3 separate regions of the Sus scrofa genome follow, and all the other regions are linked to region 1. Evidence: chromatin contacts called from public Hi-C and HiChIP or PLAC-seq data. All regions are on one chromosome and are shown on one strand. Each heading gives the region's core, a stretch centred on a gene start, on an enhancer-like site or on the middle of the called end of the contact. The rest is flanking DNA. Distances are from core to core; before and after follow the strand shown. Region 1 has its middle 44 kb from the start of IMPA1. Region 2 has its middle 33 kb from the start of PMP2. Region 3 has its middle 13 kb from the start of PMP2.

Region 1 (3,894 bases), core at 526-3,025:
AGGTACAGGGTGTGAAGTCTTTACAATCTAAACTTTATAATTATATTTGAAAGTGATTTTTTTTTGTGAGTAGATAAATACATCTGTATTAGATAATATTCTGTATTAGTTTTCTGTGGCTGCTGAAGCAAATTCTCACAAACTGGGGGAGTTAAAACATTAGGAATGTGTTTTTTCATAGTTGTGGTGGCCAGAAGACTGAAATCCATATCACTGAACCAAAATTAAAGTGTTAGCAGGTATATGCTCCCCCTGGAGGCTCTAGGGGAGAACCTTGCCTCTTCCAACTTCTGGTGGAATGCTGGTGGCCTAGGCTGGTATTCCCTTGGCTTTCTGGCATTCCTTGGCTTGGGCCGCATCATTCTTTTTTTGTTTGTTTGTTTGTTTGTTTTGTTAAGGCCAAACTTGTGGCATATGGAAGTTTCCAGGCTAAGGGTCAAATCAGAGCTGCAGCTGTAGGCCCACACCACAGTCATAGCAATGCGGGATCTGAGCTGCATCTGCAAACTATGTTTCAGCTTGCGGCAATGCCAGATCCTTAACCCACTGAGCAAGGCCAGGGATCGAAGCTGCATCCTCATGGATACTAGTGGGGTTTTTAAACCGCTGAACCACAGCTGAAACTCCTCAGGCCAGGCCACAACATTCTAATCTCTGCCTCTATCGTCACATCACCTCTGTTTTGTGTGTGGAACTCTCCTTCTGCCTCTCTCCTCCAAGAACACTTGTGATAGCATTTAGTACCTGCTGGGATTACCCAGGATATTTCCCCATCTCAAGGTCCTGAATCACATGGGCAGAGACCCTTTCCCTGCATCCTGAGTGGGTGAGTGTGTATGCAGATAAATATCTTTTACTCTTCAGTTAGCTTTCAGCCGACTGAGTCTTCTTGAGGGTCTAGACCCACTTCTAAGAAGTGGAGGAGAATGGCCTTTGGCTCTCACACTATTGTTGATGACCTCTCACCATCTGTGTGCCCTGGCCTGCCACCTCAGGACCGTCCCTTGTGTCCCCTGCCCTCTGTTCCACTGCTTATGTAGTGGCCTTGAAGTCACGGCTCACTGCTGACTCTAATCAGCAAACAAATCAGCAAGCAAACCAACAAATTCCCAGTTGTGTGAACTCAAGAGTACAAAGCAAAAAAAAAAAAAAAAAAAAGAGTTTCTATTGTGGCGCAGTGGAAAAGAATCTGACTAGGAACCATGAGGTTTCGGGTTTGATCCCTGGCCTCACTCGGTTAAGGATCTGGTGTTGCTGTGAGCTGTGGTATAGGTCGCAGATGCAGCTTGGATCTTGCGTTGCTGTGCCTGTAGCCAGACCGTCAGCTGTAGCTCTGATTCTACCCCTAACCTCCATATGTCACAAGTGTGGCCCTAAAAAGCAAAAAAAAAAAAAAAAGACACAGCAGCACAGAACCCAGCCCCAAGGGTCCCTTAAGAGCATGGGTCCATGGAGTCCCCTGGTGGTCTAGTGAGTTAAGGCTCCAGTGATGTGACTGTTGTGGCACAGGTTCCATCCTCAGCCCGGAACTTCTCTATGCCACAAATACCACCGGAAAAAAAAAAAAAAAAAGCATGAGTCCTTTTTCTGGGTGCTGGAACCTTGACTGCTGAGGTTCCCTGGTGCCAGAAAGTCTGCAGTGTCAGGACCTCAGGAACCTCCGCCCCAGAAAAGGTGATGTGCTCCTCTGGTAAACAATCATTGTTATCTCAGACTCAGGGGATGGCTGCTTATCAGGCAGTGCGTTCAATGACCTCACTCAGGAAAACAACTGCTCATCTGCCAGGTCCTAGGAACATTCCTGAACTAGTGAAGACTGCAAAATCAATAGCTAAGAACGCTGCAGCTTGGCTTTGGAATTATGACTATGTCTGAGAACTCCCCCCCCCCGCGCCCCCCGCCCCCCAGGGAAACAATTGTGGAGTGAGTTCAGTCATTAACACACCGAGCCTGGAGGAAGAAAAGGGCAGGACCCACACTCACATGGCTTTCTCTGGTGAGTCTGGACGTGCCCAGCTTCAGAGGCTCAGGAATGAGGGTTGCTCTGACTAAACCAGACACTTTGACACTGAATCCCCAGAGTCTGTGACCTAAGGTCTTCATCCTTTCACTTCCTTTTTTTTTTTTTTTTTTTTTTTTTTTGTCTTTTTGCCTTTTCTAGAACTGCTTCCCTCGGCATGGAGGTTCCCAGGCTAGGGGTTGAATCGGAGCTGTACTTGCCGGCCTACACCAGAGCCACAGCAGCACGGGATCTGAGCTGAGTCTGCGACCTAGTGACCTACACCACAGCTCATGGCAACGCCGGATCCTTAACACACTGAGCAAGGGCAGGGATCGAACCCGCAACCTCATGGTTCCTAGTCGGATTCATTAACCACTGTGCCACGATGGGAACTCCATTCCCTTTTCTTCTTTGCGCACATTCTATCATTGTGTACATGAATGTATGATACACATGCAATTGTGACAAAGATGCAGACGTACGCAATTTACAATGAGAAAAATTCCAAAGTGGTATTTTTCTTTTTTCTTTTTTTCTTTTTTTTTCTTTAAACGGCCACACCTGTGGCACATAGAAGTTCCTGGGCCAGGGGATGAATTGGAGCTGCTGCTGCCAGGCTACACCACAGGCACAGCAGTGCCAGATCCGAGCCTTGCCTGTGACATACAGGGCAGCTTGTGGCAACGCCAGATCCTTAACCCAGTGAGCAAGGCCAGGGGTTGAACCCACATCCTCGTGAATACTAGTCAGGCTCTTAACCTGCTGAGCCACAATGTGAACTCCTTTTTTAAAAATTTTTTTCATGGAGTTTCCATCATGGCTCTCTGACTCGTATCCATGAGGACACAGGTTTGATCCCTGTCCTCACTCAGTGGGTTAAGACTCCAGCATTGGCTGTGGTGTAAGATACAGACACAGCTCAGATCCTGCATTGCTGTGGCTGTGGCATAGGTGGGCAGCTATAGCTCCGGTTTGACCCCTAGCCTCGAAACCTCCATATGATGCAGGGGCATCCCTAAAAAGACAAAAAAATTTTTTTCAATTTTTTAATAGCCGCATCTGCTACATATGGCAGTTCCTGGGCCAGGGGTTGAACTGGAGCCACAGCTGTGACCTAGGCCACAGCTGTGGCAACTCCAGATCCATAATCCACTGCTCGGGCTAGGCAGCGAAACTTTGCCTACACAGTGACCTGAGCCACTGCAGTTAGATTCTCAACCTATTGCACCATAGAGGGAATTACAAAAGTGGCTATTTCAGATATGAATAATATTCACATGACATATTTCTTAAGGAGAATTTTGGGCCAGGACACTGATTTTTTTTTGTTTTTTGGTTTTTTTTATTCAATTAGTCCAATCCATTCTCACTTACTTTGCTACTTGATGTGGTTTGGGAGCTTGAGCCTTGGGTGGAAGTGAGGTTACAAATTCTAGTTCAGTCTCCCGAAGACAGTAATCTCTACCCCCAGAAATGTCACAAAATCTTTTTTTTGTTTAGTTCTCCCTGTAATACCTATAGTACAATAAATTATTGACAAGGATATCCCGACAATGGAAAGCTTTCATGGCTACATGAAGACCTTAGAATCATTTGAGAGAAAAGAGCAAAAGAAATGCAAGATAACTACTATTATTGTACATGGACGTCATATTATTTGTAGGCAGAAAGGCTGATTAATGAAATTGTATTACCTATTCTCAAAAAATAGTACAAATATTATATTTTTACTGAAAAGGTAAGGAAAATGCATATAGCTACATATAGACACAGATATGAGAAAAAATGCATGGAAAATTGTATAGTTCCCACAATAGTAACTTTTTTCTCTTTGAAAAACTAATCTTTTGATTTATAGATTATAAATGTGAAAGGAATTTGTTTGCTTTTGA
Region 2 (3,894 bases), core at 421-2,920, 180 kb after region 1:
AAAAAGTATAATAATCATGAAATGCTGTTATATTAGAATATTAAGTGGTACACCACTAGGGAAAAGATGGGAGGTGATATGAGTAACTCTATTAAGGACTTTGCCAACATCCTCTACTTCACCCTTTAAGAAAACTATACCAGGCTCTTTAAATAACCATCAAACCAACACAAATACACAGATCTGGGAGAAGTTAAGAGGCTAGGAATTCTATGATTCATTTATGTTTTAGTGCAAAGTATTAGAAAAGCAACAATTTAAACTAAGATAGGAATTCCTGTCATGGCTCAGCAGTAACGAACCCAACTTGGGTCCATGATGATATGGGTTCCATCCCTGACCTTGCTCAGTGGGTTAAGGATCTGGCATTGCCATGAGCCGGGGTATACGTCACATACGTGGCTCGGATTCTACATTGCTGTGGCTGTTGTGTAGGCTGGCAGCTGTAGCTCTGATTTGATCCCTAGCCTGGGAACTTCCTTATGCCACAGGTACAGCCCTAAAAAGCAAAAACAAACAAACAAACAAACAATCAAAGATAAAAGGAGTGGACATTTTTATTTCATCAAGACTCCTTCTGGAGATCTCTTGTGGCCCAGTGGTTAAGGATTCAGCTTTATCACTGCAGTGGCTTGGGCTACTGCTGTGGCAAGGGTTCAAACCCTGACCTGGGAACTATGTCATGCTGAGGGAGTACCCCCCCAAAAAAAGACTCCTTCCTTTAAATCACACTATTCAGACCCCACCCTTCATACCTCTTAGAGAAGTAAACTTCCAGTGGGAGATCAGCTCCCACTCCCCTAAATGCCTGAAACTGCAAATTATAGCAATATGTAGCTTTGTATACAACACAAAAGTCAAATGACTGCAAATTGCAATGACTCAAACTAAGTATGATTGTACATTGTACTGTCTGTTTCATGCAATGTTGCACCAGATGACATTATTAAAACTGTGTTCATTATAACTTCCTCCTTTACAGTCCTTTTCCCCTCAGAGCAGAGTTACTCACTCAAAGCTTTAAATCTTCTCTGATAGTTCGTAGAATTTCTTGGGCCATGGTGGCATTTGAGAAGCCGATGAAAAATATAAATTCTTTCCAGCAGAAAGGGCATGATAAAATTCTCAATACCATTTTATTGCATTCAGGGGCTTCACTGGTACAGCTGGTCCCACAAGATTATGTCCATCTGAAGGAATTTCATGCCTTGGCTCCATTTTAGAAACATAGTTAAGGCCTAGTAAGAAGGCAAATAAATGCTTCTGCTTCTATTTTTCTTTGTATTCTTTTTCAGTAACTGAACCATTTGAACAGAACAGCAGGGTGGAGTCCATACCTGATAATGGGCAGGAAGAAAGCTGTCATTTCTGGAATTTTTCCATGACCTGGGGGGAACTAACATAGAACCAATGAGTTGTCTCTTGGCCAACTTTTATCTGAACAGAACCTCGAGCTCAGACATGCTCTTTCAGGAGATAAAGTAATGCTGTATAATTCCATCCTGATAATTTCCAGACTTTATTCCCAGGAGAAAAAGTTGATGAGATATTTCTCCCTTTAAGACTCGAGTAATATAGAATTGTAAAATGTACACTCACTAGAGGGTAATGGAGGAGCAGGAACTATGTAAAACCATTCTGGTAGCACTGAAATACCCCACCCACTTCCCTCTGGAACGACTGTTCCCTTCCCAGGCATGTACTGTGATTCACCTTTTGACCCAGGCTTACACCCTACTTCAGGGCTTGATCCTAACATGTATTCTTTTGTGATAAACTGATAAGAGAAGAAGGGTCCTTAGAGAGACTATGTATCTATCTAATTTGTTAACACTCATACTGGGGATTTACAATTGGTGGGGAGGGACTTGGGGGAAGATGAGACTTCTGGCATTTTAAAATCCATGAGGCAGCTCCACACTTGAGGTAACCTCTTGCTCCTGCCAACTGTGGATGGAGTATCTCAATTCATAGACAGAAAGGGCTATATCTGTTGAGTGGATGCTTTCCATGCCACTGGCAAGAATACATCTAGAAAATATGGAGGAAGTTTGGAACGCTTTTGCTTTTCCTTTTGAGGCAGAATAATAATTCAGGTAGTTAGTGCAGCAACATGGGCTTTGATATATTCTTTGATATGGTCATTGATTAACGTCTGTGACTTTTAAGAGTTCCAGGAAGTAGCATCCCCACAGGCCTCCAGAAGGATGTTAATCTCGAACCCACTCCTCAACTGATAGAAAAGGAATGAGGGGAATGGCAACTCCCAGTCTGGGGAAGAGAAGAACAAAGGAACCATAAGACTTATGGGATATATCTACCCTAAGACTCCTATAGGACAGGGACTGATGTAGGTAAACTGGTCAAGGCCAATGGGAAAAAGAACTGATAATCTGGACCCCATGTTGGTACTCCTATCTTTAAGAGATAAAAATCTCATAGAACAATAGAGAGGGAGACTCTTCCTCCCCCCTCCCAGCGTCTGTGCTGGGAGCTATTTGCTTTCCTGTGATAAAGACCTTTGCTTACTTGCTGCCTGTGCGTTGGTGAAGTTCATTCTTCGGCTCCATGAACAAGAACCTGGATTCCAATAACATCTTTCCAGTGACACTTTCATTTTGAAAAAAATAGATCCATGTTGTCTTCGAAAATGTAAAATTTCAAGCTCCTAAATCTTATTAAGTGTTTTTAAGATTTCCCTTATCTGTCTCACTTTACAGTAACATCAGGAAGTATTTCCATTTCATTTTTTTTTTAAATAACACCACCACTAGTCAGTTTCTCTATTCCCCTCTGACAACGCTCCCATCTCTACTCAGTGTCTTCTGATCAAGCAGCACTTAGCTCCTTCAATGTGTAGTCCCTCTTTTAGCTCAGTCACTCGCTGTATCTGGGATGACTACTGGACATGTCTCAAAAGGTGAGGTAAAAAAACCATGACTCTCTTCCCTTTGGCTCAGGAAAAACCTGCCCCAAGTCACACAAAACCCCGGAGATCTGTTTAAAGCTGCCTGCCAGAAGTCGTCATCACTATGCTGTTGAATTCTCGATATCCTTCATCACATCAGTCAGACCAGAACAATGCCCCTGCAGCTGCACCATCAAAACACACCCCTAGTGTTTTCTGTTATTGTTCAAAAATAGTAAAATGGAAAAAAAGACTGTGCGCAATATAATTTATCAAGGGAGAAGGGAAGTTTGGGAAGGAACTAGTGCTATAGTCGTGCAGGGGGCCTCATACAGTTCTTAAATGACTCAACATTTTTGTGGGTTTAAATAAATTTCAAAAGTGATCATCAGTGATAAAACTTACATCTTTAGGTTCACGCTTACCACAGTCCCCTCTCCATTCTGACCATGTCCATTCCTTTCTCCTCTTTCACGGCTTCCTATTATTGAACTTCAGTGTCTAATCTTGCAATGAAACCTTTGCATTCTTCGAATTATTTCATTTGCCCATAGAGTATAAGTGCCACTCAGTAAATGTTTCCTAAGTGCCTCCTAGCTTATATTCCCCTCTATCACCACAAATACAAACTCTCAAGAAAAAGATAATGAGAAAGGAATTCAAAACACCTTAAAACAGGAATCTTTACTTAAGGTATTCCATATACTAGCACCTGATAATAAGCGTTACATTTTAGTTAAATTGGTAGGTAATTTTGTTTTTACTTGGTAGTGTATAAATTAACAAAATCAGTGTTTTATTATTTCAGTATCTTCAAAGTTCAATTTTAAGAAAATTGACCATCACATTCCAAGGCTCATTCCTGAAAGTGTGACAGCCTGGTTCTTATAAATTAGACACATTTCTGTATTTTTCATCCCATTCATTGCCTGCTTTTATATAGGCTTCTCTAGACTTATTACAACATCTACTAATGGAATGAATTA
Region 3 (3,894 bases), core at 806-3,305, 160 kb after region 1:
CCAGAGAAAGGCACAGCAGCTGAATATTCCCAAGAGCTTTTCTTTCAATGTCCTTCCCTCACAACAAGCCACATTCACCCCTGTTTTCTCAGGAGGTCCTCCAAGAGTTGAAGTCAGGTTTGATGCAGATTCCTATGGAAACTTTGCTTTGCCCTGGGACCCAGTGCACGTGAAAGTCTGTGTGTGCCTTTTAAGAATGGGGTCTCTGTTTCCCCCAGTCCTGTGGAGCTCCTGTGCACAAGCCCCACTAGCTTTCAATGCCAGATGCTCCAGGGGCTCTTTCTCCCAGTGCCAGATCCCCACACGTGGGGCTCAGAACTCTCACTCCTGTAGGTGAGTCTCTGTGAACCAGTTAGTTTCCAGTCTGTGGGGTTTCCCACCCAAGAGGTATGGGTTTGCTTATATCAGGTAATTGCCCCTCCTACCTCTTGATGTGGCCTCCTCTTTGTCTCCTGGAGTAGGATATCTTTTTGAAGGTTTCTGGTCCATTTGGTTGAAGATTTCTCAGCCTTTAGTTGTGAATTTTGTTGTTTTTAGGAGAGAAGTTGAGCTCTAGTCCTTCTATTCCACCATCTTAATCCCCTGTCTCTCTAGTTATTTTTGATATAAGCTGCTTAAGAGTAGTCAGACTGCCTAGTTCATATTCCAACTTGCCACTTACTAGCTATGCGTCATTGGGTAAGTTACTTAACCTCCCAAATCCTCAGTATCTTTATCTGTAAAAATGGGGATAATAATAAACTATACATCAAAGAGTTGAGATCAAAAGATAAATTAACATATGTAAAGTGCTTAGAACAGTGGTTGGCAGAGGAAAAACATATTACAAGTATTTTGTTATTATTTCTTAGGGATGCACATAATGTTCAAACATGAGAAATTCACAGGATCTCAGAGCTGCGGATGTGGATTTGTACACCTAGTGACTAACTTTACTAAGAACATTATTTCCACAAAAGTAGAAATAGTCCAGAAGCCTATTAAAATGAATCCATAGAAAACTAACAAGTTCCCTGGTAGCCTAGTGGGTTAGGGATCTGTCAGCATCACTTCTGTGGCTAGGGTTTGATCTCTGGCCTGGGAACTTCTACATGCCATAGACACAGCCAAAAAATAAAAGAAAAAGAAAAACTAACAAACATTTCTATATAACTCCGCTAATCTAAGCAAAATGATAATTGATGATTATCTACTGTAACCTAAACAAAGCCCAAATAAATACATTTAATCCCCAAAGGATAAGTAATTTATCTGATGTCAAGTCTCTTAGAAGTCAGTTCTCTAATATGCAGCCATGTGCTGGAACTGGCTTAAAACTGTCTCAAAAGAGCTGATTATATCATTTTCATAAATTTGGCAAGCTGATTCTTAAACCATTGGTACTTGAGATCACCCATAATAGGAATATTTACACCAGGGAGAGAGTTAAAACATAACCAATTAGAGCTTTGTTTCTTGAGGAGATGGGTTTTTTATTTGTTTGTTTTGTTTTCTTATTAAAGTACAGTCGATTTACAATTTGTGCCAGAGGAAATAGTTTTAAACACTCACTAACACATTATTGTCTAAAAGTAGCATAGTTATTGGATTTTATTAGTAAGAGTCTTAGATTCATGTTGACCATAATATTTCAAATTCTTGACTAAAGATTTACCTGGTGATTTCTTAAAATGACACTGTTGCTTAGCTTTTAGGATGATTTCTTGTAAACCATGTGGTACCTCTCCAAATGTGGCTGCACATTAGAATCACCTGGAAGTTTTTAAACATTCCTTTACTAGATGGCACCGCAGACACATTGAGTCATAATCTAGGTGATGCGTGAGACCCAGGCATAGGTATTTTTCCTAGAACAACCCAGGAAGGGGTGAGAATCACTGTGCCAAATACTTTCAAAGTTAAAATTTTAATGTAGTCTCTTATGTGGCTACCAATTAAAACAGAGTCAAAGGTCATCAAAGCCAGGAGTACCAAATGTTCCCCATGTGACCCTAAATAACAACAGAGAGTGAAAATACCAAATGTTCCCCGTGTGATCCTAAATAACAACAGAGAGTGAAAATACTACTCTAAAATCAACCCAGATGTAATCAGGTCCTTTGTTAGGGAAGGAAGTGTTTACCTCATTGTTATTTCCATGGGAGGCAAAATAATTGGCCAATTCTCCATGACATATGGAAAAGTGAAGGTTTAAAAATAGCAAAATGTGGATCAACAGGGAAAACAAACTATAAAATAATGCTAGACCTTCACCAAAAAGAAATCATCTTTCAGCAGAATTTAGAAAGTAAGGTCAATTTACTCAAAAATGTGGTATGGGACTAAATTTGAAATAACATCTCACCTTTTACTGTCTATTAAAAAAAAGATCAGAGATGGAATGCATAATTCTCAGGTTCCAAGTTCTATGACTAGCTACTAGCTACTGAAATATATTATCCTTCTTTTAGTAACTAACTTGTGTAACAGTTTCAACTGGCCTAGTAGGACAGGGGGACAATTCCAGCAGCACCAAAGGATTGATGTTTCTGCAGTTAAAGCATTTTGAAAACTGCTTCTCTGACAAGTCTAAAGTTTCACATCATTAAGAAGACCAGATAATATCCCTCCGTTGCTGAAATTCCAGATGGACATGAATTTTTGCACAATCTGGCATTTGGCATCAGAGTGTTATTATTCTTGGTCTTCTATAATTACATGTTTTCAGATGATGAATGCATCATTAATGTATATAAACTACATTAAGTTGTAAAATAATGTAGAGTAAGTTGATGATAGGGTTCAATTTTAGGATTTACAATTTTTTTTTGTAAAAAATATTTACAGAGCTATCAACCCCATGCTAACTTTTTCTCCTTTCCAAGAAAAAGAATTCAATAATTCCCTTCACTGTGTGACCATGATAAGATAGCAATGTATTGACATCTACAGTTCTAGTTTGAGAGCTCAACTGAAGAAATTTTTAATTTAAAACATTTACACTCACTGTGTTTGAGTTCTAAAGAGGCTTTGTAAATATTTGCTGGATAAATAAATGCATGAATTATGACCATTTCAATTCTGACCACAATCTCCTGCACACTGAGGTTCCATCCATGCTGAGTTTGAAAATAAACAGATGGTTAGATTTTTACTCAGGTTAGTCAAGGTAAATCCTTTTTCCTAGGAATTTTACAGATAACAAAAAATAATAAGATGCCATTATAATGTGCTGTCACATCTAACTTGCCCTTCCTTGCTCTTGAAATGGCTAGGTCTGGAGTGTTAAACTATAAACAGGAAATCTGTCTGTTTTCTGTTTCTCTGGTAAGTTACATGCATAGCCCAGAGATCATTAAATACCTGACTTAACAGATTTCCTGTTAAATTCCTGATTCCACAGGAAAGCTGAGGAATTTCTCTTTTAGAAATCATAAAAGACAGGGGAGTCCATGAAATTCATGGACAGGATTAAGGTTTATTTATTTATTAACAGGATTAAGGTTTATTTATTTATTAACAGATTAAGGTTTATTTCCGCTTGTAACACAGAGTGTAAATTAGAATACTGTTTCCAACTGCACACTCAGTATTTATCGTGTACAGAATTCATGTTGACTTTTCATTTTGTTTTACAGCTGAAATTATCACATTATCAATCAATTATACTTCAATGGTACGTTAAAAGTGAAAAAATAAAATAAATTACAATGTTATCATAGATTTTGTATCCCAGAAACCTGTTATTGTTGCATATCACTAAAGTTAATTTCATTAGTAAATTAAAAAAAAACAGAATTCATGTGATTTTAATTTTTGAATTGTTAATGTGAGTGCAAAAAATTTGAGTGGAAAGAACACAAAGGGCAGTCAAAACAGAAGAAAACTCCATTCAGTTTTCTGCATATTTGTGAA

The links. Hi-C and Micro-C count contacts between places; a contact is called where the count stands out from the background. HiChIP or PLAC-seq counts read pairs in DNA pulled down with a chosen protein or histone mark.
Region 2: a contact with region 1 is called in an H3K27ac HiChIP or PLAC-seq map of alveolar macrophages. The contact joins two enhancer-like sites. A contact is called at or near these places in 2 of 47 Hi-C or Micro-C datasets (omental adipose tissue and subcutaneous adipose tissue) and 2 of 2 datasets of contacts at active chromatin or transcription factors (alveolar macrophages and skeletal muscle).
Region 3: a contact with region 1 is called in a Hi-C map of retroperitoneal adipose tissue, with 3 times the contacts expected there. The contact joins two enhancer-like sites. A contact is called at or near these places in 1 of 5 promoter capture datasets (liver), 10 of 47 Hi-C or Micro-C datasets (embryonic fibroblasts, heart right ventricle, mesenteric adipose tissue and 5 more) and 2 of 2 datasets of contacts at active chromatin or transcription factors (alveolar macrophages and skeletal muscle).

What each region holds. Positions count from the first base shown.
Region 1 is chr4:54,986,561-54,990,454 of Sscrofa11.1, forward strand. No RefSeq gene overlaps it. Among named protein-coding and RNA genes, the nearest start is that of IMPA1, 44 kb to the left of the region's middle. Within about 2 kb of position 1,776, at least 8 of the 83 cell types and tissues checked have an H3K27ac peak or open chromatin away from gene starts, as enhancers often do. A contact at or near this core is called in alveolar macrophages, omental adipose tissue and retroperitoneal adipose tissue, where this site is marked.
Region 2 is chr4:55,166,596-55,170,489 of Sscrofa11.1, forward strand. No RefSeq gene overlaps it. Among named protein-coding and RNA genes, the nearest start is that of PMP2, 33 kb to the left of the region's middle. Within about 2 kb of position 1,671, at least 17 of the 83 cell types and tissues checked have an H3K27ac peak or open chromatin away from gene starts, as enhancers often do. A contact at or near this core is called in alveolar macrophages and omental adipose tissue, where this site is marked.
Region 3 is chr4:55,146,911-55,150,804 of Sscrofa11.1, forward strand. No RefSeq gene overlaps it. Among named protein-coding and RNA genes, the nearest start is that of PMP2, 13 kb to the left of the region's middle. Within about 2 kb of position 2,056, at least 5 of the 83 cell types and tissues checked have an H3K27ac peak or open chromatin away from gene starts, as enhancers often do. A contact at or near this core is called in retroperitoneal adipose tissue, where this site is marked.